Regions from separate parts of the Mus musculus genome. Here all the other regions are linked to region 2. Evidence: chromatin contacts called from public promoter capture Hi-C data. All regions are on one chromosome and are shown on one strand. Each heading gives the region's core, a stretch centred on a gene start, on an enhancer-like site or on the middle of the called end of the contact. The rest is flanking DNA. Distances are from core to core; before and after follow the strand shown. Region 1 holds the start of Pdcd11 (programmed cell death 11). Region 2 holds the start of Oga (O-GlcNAcase). Region 3 holds the start of Chuk (conserved helix-loop-helix ubiquitous kinase).

Region 1 (4,175 bases), core at 144-2,643, 1.3 Mb before region 2:
CAGAGAAACCCTGTCTCAGGGGGGAAAAAAGTAATTTAAGATACAAGTCAGATTATAATGCATAAACAAAAGAGAAGTGGCAGGATTCTGTAAAGATGAACACTTCATAAGAATGATGCTTTTGAGCTGTACATTAAATAAATAAAGAACCGGGTCTGGTGGTCCATGCCTTTAACTCCAGCACTTGGGAGGCAGAGGAAGGCCTATCTCTGTGAGTTTCAGACAAGACAGGACTCCATAATGAGACCCTGTCTCAAAAATAACTATAATAATAGTAAATAGAAATATGATGGTAGACAATGCTAAAAACAACAACAACAACAACAACAACAGAGAAACAAGAAAAAGTTTGCCAGGCGTGATGACACATGCCTTTAATCCCAGCACTTTGGGAGGCAGAGGCAGGCGGATTTCTGAGTTCGAGGCCAGCCTGGTCTACAAAGTGAGTTCCAGGACAGCCAGAGCTATACAGAGAAACTATGTCTCAAAAAAAAAAAAAAAAAAAGAAAGAAAGAAAGAAAGAAAAAGTTTATTTCTCAAAATACACCAACCAGTTGCCTGTCAAACAACTCTTCAAAGGCTTTCTAAAAAGCTGAATTATTCAATTAAGCTACAGGGAAAATAAAGCATGGTAACAACTTATATTTTAGAAAATAATTTGGCTCTTTGGTGAAAGATACTTAAAAAATTAATAGTTTGCGTTTACTTGGTACTTCAGAGCCATGGGGAACGTGACAAAATAATGGAGAATATTCCTCAGTCTACAGATTGGACAGAAGTGAAAGCCAGTGTAAGGATTTAAACGATGCACATCAGGGAAACCATGAGAACCAAGACGAGGTATAAATGAAGACGCAGGGCAGCCTGGTTGGTTCTGGGATACCTAGGAAGAAAACTTTAGTAGCCGAGTGAGACTGTGAAAGGGACGACGAACGAAAAATGTAAGGTTTGTTCTGTTATGGGTGCATGCTTCGTAGAAACAGTATAGCTCACAAGGTCTACTTCGCTGGGACTCTATAGTTCCCATTATAGACCCGATGAGACCGAGGCACCAAACAGTCTGGCGATCACGTAGAGAAGGCACTTAAGGTACCTGCAGAGGACAGCATGGCTTGCATGAACTGCTAGCTCCGAGGGGATTGAGGGAATAAGACCTCCCATCCCAAGCCAACTGTGCTTAGCACGAAACCCGGAGACCCAGGCCAGGAAGCCGAGGTGACAGGCATGAAGTCTCCTCCCTCCACGCCGAAGCTCCCGTGTCATCAGCCCCAAGGCTCCCACCGCCGCATACCTCACGGAGCGTCTCAACGCAATCGCACGCGCAGAACAGGGAGCCGACAGCTCCACGCGACTCGTCCACGAGCGTAGGTAAGACCAGGGCTACTTCCGTTCTGACGTCGGGTCTGACGCCGGCTGAAACGGGAAGTAGAAGGGCGGGACTTGGCGTTTATAGCCAATCCACGCCGAGGGCCGAGTCGTCGCGGCCTGTCGGTCGCGTGCGGGGAGGGGGCGTCTTCCGGTCGGGCCGAGCTCGTCGCTAGGTTTGTTGAAGGACATCGGCCGCCGAGTTTGGGGTTCGGACGAAGGTGGGTGAGAAAGCGCTCTTGGCTGCTCGGTCCGGTGATTGAGCTTTGTAGGGCCGACTAGAGTCTGGCCGTTTTTCCAGCCCCGGAACAGCGCGAGGTTTTCTTTTTGCGGGGAGACGCTGGGGAATGGGAAAGGCGCTGGAGAAAATGAGGGTCAGGGCCCCATGGCGGATCTAGGAAGCCTCAGCACCGCGAGTGACGAGCGCCCCAGGGCTCGCACGGTTAGCGGAGAGCCTTATGCCCCACTTCCCAGTGTGGATTGGGAGTGAGGCCGGTCGAGAGGGGAGCTCCCCAAGGTCATCCATCCAGTGGATGTTGAGAGAGGACTCTGGATTTTGACCCCATCTCTGGCAGAGTTCGTGTGTCTTGGCCTCTATGGCCATAGCGATTTGTTTCCTCCGAGCTGCGATCGGGAAACCAGGTCTCCTTTACCTGCGCCGTGGCCTTTGTCAAAACCAGAGTAAACGTGGAATGGCCCTGCGGTTCTCCAGGCCTGGGCTCTAAAAACGGATTAGATTTTGTATCCCAGCGGTTCTGAACCTGTGGATCATGATCGCTTTGACAAGCCTCTATCTCCAAAAATATTTATTTACATTACGAGACTCCTAGCCGTAGCAAAATTACAGCTGTGAAGGAGCAACGGAATAATTTTATTGGGGGAGGGGGAAGAGAGGTTTCACCACAACAGAAGGAAGGTCGCAGCATTAGGAAGGTTGAGAGTCACTGCCGTGTTTGATCAGTGCAAGGGTTTCCACAGAGGCTGTTTGCTGCTTGTGGTCCTTTGACTTTCATCTTCCTTATACCTGGTGATGGCACTACTCCAGATAGGTGCCCATAAGACGGGAATAGCTGTATCCAGGAGCCTGTTACAAAGCAAGGGCAGCTGCTCACCCCAAGACTTTAATGAAATGCCCATTTCACATGGAAAGGCTGGTGGTATTTAATAGTAGTTATTGGATTATTTAGAAACAGAAGCAAAACCTGTCAGCTTAGACTTTGTAGCAGGCTGCTGTTCAACAGTAGTACATTTTTTTAAAAAATACTAACTCACAGGCTCACAATTATTAGTCTTTGGTGATTTTTTTCCACTACCAAATGGCTCTAAGCTTGCACATGACTGCAAGGACAGGACATTTTAGTTTTATTTGTTCCTATTGCCAGGTGTGAATGGCTTGTCCCTCTAGTCCCAACACTGTTGGGCAGATCTCTGTAATTTCAAGGCCAGCCTAATCTATGTAGTGAGTACAGGCATCTGGGGCTACAGACTGAGATAAATAAAATAAAATAAAAATTCCATACAGGGCATTGTTAACAATATTAACTGTTAAAAAAGGTCATTGTCCTAAAACAATATGCAGTTTGTTGGAAGGTGCTTTAAGCCTTAATATCACCTTTGCTTGCCATGTGGTGGTGCCACACACATTTACTCCCAGAACGCAAGGCCAGCTTAGGTCTACAGAGTGAATTAATCCTGTCTCTCCATGACAGTGACGGCAAAGACATCACCATCGACACCACTTAGATGGAAATCTAAGCTTCCTTTAAAACCCCAGTTCCCGTACCTTCCCTTTGTTCTGCAGTCAGAATGAGTTGTCTTTGGAATACATCATCCTTCTTGCAGTATTCTATAGAATGAAATTTAAGCATCTCAATATTAACCAATTATGACCAAATCTCCTCCTAACGGTGAAAGGTATCAATCACTTAAAGAGTTGAGAAGGTTGATGAGCTGGCAACGACAAGGAGTCTTAGTTTTCCGGAGGGTTTCTCATGAGAACCTACTTCATAACTTTAAAGAATGTATCATGAAGTAAATGGAGAAGAATGCTTTGGGAGTGTAGTGAAGGGGAGCTGGAACTATGAAGGGTTTGGTTGTTAATAGTGATTTTCCTGCTTTGGCTAGATTGGCCAAGATCTGTGAAAGAGACCCAGGGAAATTTAGATTTTCTTCATTGTTCCAGTAACCATTATGAAAGTATTCAAAATTAAGGTCTCAAATTTTGTTGCATGAATGCATCTGAAACCTTTGAATAGTTAATAGAAGGGTGTGCTGGCTTCCATAGCAACAATACCCTTATGTTTTCTCCTACTCCCATTTAGAAGCTAACCAGTCTGCCAATCTTGCCTGGACCTTGACCAGCTAGTTCAAGTTGCTCCTGGAATCTGTGGCTCAGCTGTGGTAGATAGGCCATCATACTTAGAAAACTGAATGGTTTTGAATCTGCTGTGACTTGCTGAGTGTTAGCAAGTACGATGTCACTACTGCAGCTTTCATTCCACTCCACCCCACTCCTTATGGCTCCCTACTCCCAGCCAAATCGTCAGGATTCGTTCTACTTTTGTGACTTAACACAGGCATACATAGATGCATGTACATTTAAACCTGGGCTCTGTTTACCAGGAAACTCTGGTTATTTGTTCTGAGTCTGGCTTATGTCATTAACGTAATGATTTTCTGTTGCATCTGTTCCCCTGCTTGCTGACAATTCATTTTCCTTCTGACTGAATAAGGTCCCACTGTAAATGTGTACCACACATTCTTTATCTACTCTGCTGAGAGGCATCTAGACACGGTCAGTATTTTAGCCA
Region 2 (4,074 bases), core at 1,526-4,025:
TCATTGAGGTGACATTTTCTGGGAAGTGTTTTCTGAGAGCACAGTGGCTGTGTTCCAGATATAGCCAAAGTTGTACATTGTGCTGTGGCTGGACTTGGTAATGTGTAAGGGTCACCCAGGTGGTACTGGTTTTGAAGGCATGAAGGAGTTGAGCAGTTGTATTTTTGAATACAAAGCAGCACCAGACCGTCCCCCAACACGTTACACACGTCTGTGCACTGCTGTGTGCAAGTGCCCAGGAAGGCTAGAAGAGGGCATTAGATGCTGCCACCAAGAACCAGAGGTACTTGGGAGGCAGAAGTAGGTGGTTCTCTGAGTTCCAGGCCAGCAAGGACTCCACAGAGAAAGCCTGTCTCAAAAACAACAAACAAAAATTCCCACCTTTCAGGTTTGGGATGTAGCTAAAGGAGTAGAGTGCTTACCTAGCACATACGAGGCCTTGGGTTTGGTTTCCACACTGAAGGGAAAATAAATGTTCTTCAGCTGGCAATGGTGGCTGGCAGGGATGATTTCACACTACCCCAGAGCTCCTTAGTGAGAAACTGTCTCAAAAAGGGCAATGGAAGAAACAAACAGAACAGAAGGAAACAAGCTGGACATAGGCGGGGCATCCCTATACAGCAAGCACCATGAAGGCCGAGGCAGAGAGGGGAGGAGCAAAGAGTATGAAATTACTCAGTGTTCCCTCTAACTACGGAAAGAACTGGTCAGGGCACCTGCATGGAAGGCTGGAAGGGAAGAGAGAAGGTACTGCTCTCTTCCAAAGGACCTGAGTTCTGTTCCCAACAAACACCTTCAGTGGCTGGCCACTGCCTCTTCTGCTGCCCCCCCCCCCACACATTAAAACAAAAAAGTCTTGGATGGGGCTGGCAATAAAGGGGCTCCCACAGCTTGAGCCTGACAACCTGAGTTTGATCTCCAGGATCCACAAAGGGAAGACAACTGACTTCCTCAAGTTGTCCTCTGGGCCATGTCCAAATGGGCTACGGCCTGTGAACCCACACAAAATAAATAAGGCCACCAAATCCCTGGAGTGTTTGTATAACACGTACAAGGCCCTGGGTTGGATACCCAACACTGCATAAACCTGGCAAGGAAGTTCTCGCCTGTAATGTGCACCCCTGCAACGTCCCTGGAGCTACAAGGTGGGCTACTGCGACGAAGTATTAAAAAAAAAAAAGACTACTTTTTATTTTTTAACTTTCTTTCTTTTTTTTTATTTGTTAGATATTTTCTTTATATACATTTCAAATGCTATCCCGAAAGTTCCCTATACCCTCCCTCTGCCCTGCTCCCCTACACACCCACTCCTGCTTTTTGGCCCTGGCATTCCCCTGTACTGGGGCATATAAAGTTTGCAATACCAAGGGGCCTCTATTCCCAGTGATGGCCGACTAGGCCATCTTCTGCTACATATGCAGCTAGAGACACGCGCTCTGGGGGTACTGGTTAGTTCATATTGTTGTTCCACCTATAGGGTTGCAGACCCCTTCAGCTCCTTGGGTGCTTTCTCTAGCTTCTCCATTGGGGGCCCTGTGTTCCATTTTATAGACTGTAAGCATCCACTTCTGTATTTGCCAGGCACTGGCATAGCCTCATACAAGAGACAGCTATAACAGGGTTCCTTCAGCAAAATCTTTCTGGCATATGCAATAGTTTGACTACTTTCTTAACATTGAACATGAGAGGTTTGTTCCCAAACAGGGCAGATTTTTTTTTTTTTTTTTTTTTTTTAGTCTTTTTGAGACAGGGTTTCTCTGTATAGCCCTGGCTATCCTGGAACTCACTTTGTAGACCAGGCTGGCCTGGAACTCAGAAATCCGCCTGCCTCTGCCTCCCAAGCGCTGGGATTAAAGGTGCGCCACCATCGCCTGGCTGGCAGATCCCTTAAGGAACCAAAATGTCAAGTGTACTCTGAGGCAAGCCCTTAGAGTACAGGAGGCAAGCCCTTAGAGGCAGGGTTTCCTTGGAAATGCTGATGCTAAGGCTAAAAGGGTCATGTCCCTTACGCACACCGCACACTCTCCATCGCCATAACAAACTCGCCTTCCACTCTCTTCTACTTTTATTAGACGTTTGTTTTCCCTGTGCTTGGAATGCAGTCTTTCTTCTCCATACGTAGTCTGGTGAATTTCATACCACAGCCTCTCCCAAAACAAACGTAGGGCTCAATCAGGCAGAGACGTAACAGCAGGTTTTAACCATATTATGAGGTCATAATGGTCCCAACAGCCCAGGATGAGGCAAACTCAATAAAACAGTTGACTGCTCAATTTAAAACACGGTTAACTCCGAAGACAGGATAGAAGAAACAATGAGTCAGGACAGAGGCGTGAGCTGAGCTCCTTGGCATGGTGTCTTCACAGAAGCAGACGTGGGTCAGGCAGCCCCGATGAGCCAAACTGGTACAACAATCTCCAAAGTAGGTCAGTGTCTCCTACCACTTTAAGAACTAGAAGTATCGTCCCGGCGCCTGCGCATTGAGAGGGTAAACACCTCCTTTCCGCCCCCCCCCCCCCCCTTCCTCCCAAACTCCCCGGCCGGCCGCATTCTCCCATGTTCCCCTCCTCCGGGTGGGGTAATGGTCCGACCCAGAGTGTGGCGCTCATCCCGGAGGGTGGCGAGCCAAAATGGTACGTCCCACCGCCGCACACCTCCGCGGTGTTCACGGCGCCCTTTGTCCTTTTTCTCCCCTAGCAAATAAAGCGCAATGGGCTTATCCCAAGGAAAGGCGGGGGAGCCGGGCTGGGGACCGGTCTGAGCCGGTCTGTAGCGCAGGCGCAGTGCGGATAAACAGGAAGCGGGCGGCAGAGGCAGCGGCAGGAGCTGCTTAGGGACTCCGGTGGGGGAAGAGAGCCGGAGACGCCGGGCTGTCCGGAGGGCGGCGGGCGTGGAGGACGAGCGAAGGCGCCTCCTCGGTCCTCCTTCCGTGGAGACGCGGCGGCTGCCTCGCCCTCCGCTTAGGCTCCCGGCTCCCAGCGCGGGGCGAGGCAGCGGCTGACAAAGGGCTCGAGCCGGTGCCGCCGCCCTTCTCATCCGGGCACTCCGGGCCCCCGCCGAGAGGAAGGGGGAAGGGCGGAGGGGGAGGGGAAGGAGCCCCGGAGGCGCGCGTTCGGAGCCGCGGCCCCTTTGCAGGGCTCCGGGCCTTTGGCCCAACGGACCGAGGCCGAAGGGGAGCGGTGGCCGGCGGCAGGAGGATGGTGCAGAAGGAGAGCCAGGCGGCGCTGGAGGAGCGGGAGAGCGAGCGCAACGCCAACCCTGCCGCCGCCTCGGGGGCTTCGTTGGAGCAGTCGGTAGCTCCCGCCCCCGGAGAAGATAACCCATCGGGAGCCGGGGCTGCGGCCGTGGTCGGGGCGGCCGGAGGGGCCCGCAGGTTCCTGTGCGGTGTCGTGGAAGGTGAGTTGGCCTTCCAGTCCCGCGTAGGTGTTCAGCCTCCGTCCCCGGGAGGGGCGTGCTGGTGACTTTTCCCGCAGTTCCCCGCCCCCAGGACGGGAGGCGTCCGTCATTGCTCACACGGGGTTACGGGGAGGAGACAGACGGTGGGCACACTTCTTTACCCTCCGCTATGTCACGGCTTCGGCGACTCCGGGCTATGGAGGAGCCTGACCCCACCCTCCTCTGGCTTAGAGCCACACAGATTTGTCGGAGGAGGAGGCGGTGGCAAGGAAGGAGCCTGTGGTCCGGCTGTGGGCTTCACTTCTTTGTACCTTGGGATCTTAGTCCGCAGAGATGCCTGCTTTCAGTTGAAATTTGTGCAGCGCTCCCATCCCCCGCCCCTATCCTTGTAAGGGGAAAAAAAATCAGCCCTCACAGGCACGTTTTTACCCGTGAAGGAGCGCAGTCAGCTTATTATATTACAGATTCCTTCAGGCTTAGGAAATTGTTTTGTTTTTATTTTTATTTATTTATTTTTGTTAGCCTGTAAGCCTCCTTCACCTCTTAAGACTCACTTGTAGCCCAGAAAAGTATCATCCTTTAACAATTGCTGTTTTTTTGACTTGGGAGTGTGTGTAAATACCAGTATATCATATCTCAGAGCATCTGTTATGTGGAGTTAGAATTCAGTGAAAGTCT
Region 3 (4,204 bases), core at 788-3,287, 1.7 Mb after region 2:
CAAACTCATGCAGATCTAGGTTGGTGATTGGGCTTCGGGAACAGCCAGGGTATGGACCAGAGTGAACTTACAAAATAAAAAGGGCAAATGCTATAACCTAGAGCTTTTCCACCTGGCCTCTTTGTTCCCCAAAGTAGGGCCTCTGAGACTTCTTAATATTTCATGAATAAATTCTGAGGCCAAAAGCTTTGGCTGGTTCCCCAGCTGGCTCATAACTTAATCACCAGTTTATCCTAAGGCCTGCCAAGTGGCTGGCTCCCTCTCCTTCAGCTTCAGGGCCAATCTTTCCCCCCTGACTATTTCCCAGAATTCTTTCATTCATACCTCCCCTGCTCCCCCTGACCCCAGCACCCTTTTCCCTCTCTGCTGGATGTCCCACCTCCTAGTCCTGCCTCAGCTCATTGGCCATAGGGTTTTTATTGACAGGTGACTCTGCCATACACTGCACAAGAGATTCTATGCAAACACAGTCAGTTCCACCTTAAATATGACTATGATTTAAGGAGCAGCACAGGGAGAAACAGCAGTGTGAGCACAGGAGGACGCTGCAAGCTGGAAGCCAGAAGACAGGAATTGGTCATTGTTCCTGTATAGACCACGAACAGTTTCACTTTGTTCTCATAAAAATCTCCTGACCTCCATTTTGTTTCTGAACAACAAAAAAACTAAAACAGTCTTGGAAACCTGAAGATTGTGGAGCCTGACAGGAACCATTTTACAGTTAAAAAAATTAAAAGGCCAGGTCTTTAATCTTAGCATTCTGCAGGCAGACCAGTGAGTTTTAAGGCCAGCCTGGTCTACATAATGAGTTCCAAGTCAAACAGGGCTATAGCAATAAACCTTGAGTTGCATTTTAATTATAGAATATTTAAAAAGCAAACTCACTGTAGAAACCAGTTTGAGTAATTTAGACAGAATTATCTTGGCTGGAGTTTTCAGCATCCCTCGAGTACAAATTATGAAACTGCATCCCACCTGTCACTCCTGGCTCTACCATACACAGCAAATGAGGTTTCATCCTGTTACATGACCGTCTCCTCTGCTCTAAAGATGCTCTCTCAGAGCCTCATTTCTATTACCTTCAAGTTTAATATTCCAATTCCATGAAAGATATGAAAATAATAGAAACCAGTTTATCGAATACCACTCACTATTAGTGACCCACAACATCGAATTGCATGCTGACGTTGAGAATTTGATTTTATGCTGACTCTTACACTTTTGAGTTATTAGCATCGCTAGCTTCAGCCCGGTACAAGCTTGTAATCCCAGTCTTGGAAAGACGGAGAAATACGTTCTAGTCCAGGCTGGACTGTATTGAGATCCTGTCTCAGAACAGGACACCTAGAGTCCATGAAGTGGATAACCCACTCAAATGGCTAGGTGGGTTGGCTTTCCCTGTGCAGCCCACCACTCAGAAGTATGCCTCTCTGGACCGAGAGCTCCTCCAGGCTTGTCTTTATAGCCCTGTGGTGCACCTCAGAAACAATTCCAACTCAAGTCGGAGAGAACAAGGCTGATAAACAGTAAGGTCGGTAGGGAGACTCACGAAGTCGCGAAGAAGAGTTTTCACTCTGGAATAAGTCACATCCTTGGTTGGTTTGGGATTATGGAGAGATTCTGATTTACAAGGCTAATGAATCAACAGGGCGGTTAGCGCAGTTTTCTTTAATACTTATGGTGGCCTTAACCGGTGCCGACCGGCGAGTGTGGTAGGATTCGAGGGGCAGAGGGCAGGGCTCTCAAAAAGATGAAATGTGAATGAGGTAGGGACAATGTGGATTTTAGAGTTTGGAGAGAGATCTATTTTAAATAAAAACACGTTGTATGAAACCTTCAAAGAACTAATTAAAAAATATCTATACAAACAAAAATAAAATAAATAGGAACCGCACGCACGATGGTCCTCGCAGGTTGGAAGTTGCCCAGGGCAAGCCGCTGGTGCCCAGTTTCCGGCAGCACCAATCCCAGGGTGATTCCAGGAGCTCGGGGCGGGACTCTGCATGCGGAAGCTAGCGGAAGTGACGCAGTCTCGCGAGACGGAGGACTCCGCAAGCCTCGGCGGCCCGGAACCGGCCTTAGACCGGCGGCGTTGCCTGAGGCGGCTGGCGCTCCCGCCCCATGGAGCGGCCCCCGGGGCTGCGGCCGGGCGCGGGCGGCCCCTGGGAGATGCGGGAACGGCTTGGCACCGGCGGTTTCGGGAACGTCAGTCTGTACCAGCACCGGGTGAGGCGGGGGGCGGGAGCCGTGGCGCGGGCTCTGTCTGGGCGTCCCTGGGACCCGAGCTGTCAGTCAAGGTGGGAGGAGTGGTGGTCGCGACCCTGGACGGGGCTGGGGGCTGGGGCAGTGAGCGAGGGCGAGCGATGGAGCATCCTGCGCTTGTGAGCCTGGGTGGCCGCGGTCCAGGTGTGTCGGAGGTCCCCGGGCAGTGAGTGACAGGCAGCTGTTGCAGCTGTGTGTGGTGATGAGGAGTCTGTACAAAGTCGAGTGCCGATGCGTGTTGTGTGTTTTGTGTATGTGTGTTGTGTGTGTCTCCGTGTGCCTGCTCACACTCCCTCGGGAGCGAGCGGTGTGATCCACTGGAGACTGGACTAGACGAGAAACCTTACGGGTGTGTCCAGAGTTGACCCTTGGGAAACATTGACAGACTTTGGAATTGGAGCGTTTCAGGTAAAAACCAGGGTGAGGGTAAGATGATGAAATCGATCCTTGCTTCGGAGGAAAGAAAATAGAGGGGTTTGTTCTGCAGAAGACAGCTAAGATCAGGCTCAGGAAATTTGTTTTGATTTATCGAAGAACATGTAACCGTTACAACAGCAGTTATTCCTGTCCTTAAAAGGTTTTCAAACTAACAGTCACTTTTCTTACTTTAACGTGTTGTTGTTAATGTTCGGGGTGGAACACAGGACCTTGCACATGCTAGGCAAATGGTCTACCGTTGGGTTACAGCCTCAGCCCTAGTTAATCATGTTTGAGTTGTGGGTCTTTTGAAAAGTCAGTAAAACGCATCTTTTCTCCGGAAAAAAAAATCATATCAATACAAGCCAGTGCATTATTAGTGAGGGTTTTGCTTTCCTGAAGGGTGTAAGGAATAGATCTTGAACACCAATCATTGTAGTATAGGATTTGTTGACTGTAAAATATTTAGAAGAATATACATACATTCTGGGCCTGCTTGAGAGTTGAGTCAGATGGTAACAGAGACGTTAGGAAGTACAAGATAGGTACTGTAATTCCGCTGATAGCTCTCCACTGTCAAGTTATGGCAACCCTCATTACTTGGACTTTTATAAAAGGAGCAGTAAGATAAAAATGGTGTTCTGGAACATCATATATGAGGAATACGTTTTAATTAGAAAAACAGTAAGCCAATTACAGGACATGAAATGATTTAGTTGATTGCTATATCAGGCGCTGATGGTACCCAAATCAACAAGAATAATATGTTCTACTCTGAAGGAGCTTTCCGTTTCAGAGAGGGGGTGGGCATGGTGGCATCCTCTTGTAATCCTAGTATCAAGGGTTCTGAGGCAGGAGGATTTGGAGTTTGAGACCTGACTGGGTGGCTTTCATATCGTGCTCAAGGCCGGTGTCAGTTACATAAGAAGGCCCTGTCTCAGAAATAAACATTAAGTACAGTTTGATACCCTAGGCACTGAAAGATGTCTTAGGGTTTTATTGCTGTGAAGAGATACCATGACCAAGGCAGCTTTTATAAAGCAAAACGTTTAGTTGGGGCTGGTTTCAGAGGTTTAGTCAGTTCTCACTTGGTGGGACATGGTGGCACGCAGGCAGACGAGGCACTGAAGAAGTAGCTGTGAATTCTATATCCTTGACCCAAAGACAGCAGGGAGAGGCTGTGTCTCACCGTGGGTGTACCTTGCGCTTAGGAGACCTTAAAGCTTGAGCCTACAGTGACACACTTCCTCCAACAGTACCTAGTGCTGCCACTCTCTATGGCCTACCATTGAATCACATGAGTCTATGGGGGTCATCACACCCAACTTAGTCTCATTTAAAAAACAACAACAGCAAAAGCCCATCTTTTTGTTGTTGTTTGGCAACTATAAAGTTCCCAAGAGAATATTCTTTTTGAAAAGATTGAGTTTCTCGGGGTAGGTGAGTGTTGTGGTAAATATTTAAAAAGACCCTCCACCTCTCCGAGTTCCATCCAGCTACTCTCTGCCCGCCAACTCTCCGGTGG

What was found. Promoter capture Hi-C pulls out the DNA fragments that hold promoters and counts their contacts.
Region 1: a promoter capture Hi-C map of liver shows a contact between it and region 2, with 2.5 times the contacts expected there. The contact joins the promoter of Pdcd11 here to the promoter of Oga in region 2. A contact is called at or near these places in 4 of 39 promoter capture datasets (erythroid cells, liver and pre-B cells), 3 of 115 datasets of contacts at active chromatin or transcription factors (double positive thymocytes, embryonic stem cells and thymic regulatory T cells) and 2 of 9 other capture datasets (adipose tissue and liver).
Region 3: a promoter capture Hi-C map of liver shows a contact between it and region 2, with 3 times the contacts expected there. The contact joins the promoter of Chuk here to the promoter of Oga in region 2. A contact is called at or near these places in 5 of 39 promoter capture datasets (the 3T3-L1 cell line, hippocampal neurons, liver and 1 more).

Annotation. Positions count from the first base shown.
Region 1 is chr19:47,087,984-47,092,158 of GRCm38.p6, reverse strand. Pdcd11 (programmed cell death 11) reads right to left here and starts at 1,393. Exons shown (of 36, transcript NM_011053.2): 1 at 1,292-1,393. It overlaps Atp5md (ATP synthase membrane subunit DAPIT), which reads left to right and starts at 1,512. Exons shown (of 4, transcript NM_023211.5): 1 at 1,512-1,586.
Region 2 is chr19:45,782,254-45,786,327 of GRCm38.p6, reverse strand. Oga (O-GlcNAcase) reads left to right here and starts at 2,775. Exons shown (of 16, transcript NM_023799.4): 1 at 2,775-3,396. The coding sequence starts at 3,198.
Region 3 is chr19:44,105,310-44,109,513 of GRCm38.p6, reverse strand. Chuk (conserved helix-loop-helix ubiquitous kinase) reads left to right here and starts at 2,037. Exons shown (of 21, transcript NM_007700.2): 1 at 2,037-2,226. The coding sequence starts at 2,122. It overlaps Cwf19l1 (CWF19-like 1, cell cycle control (S. pombe)), which reads left to right. Exons shown (of 14, transcript NM_001081077.1): 14 at 1-877.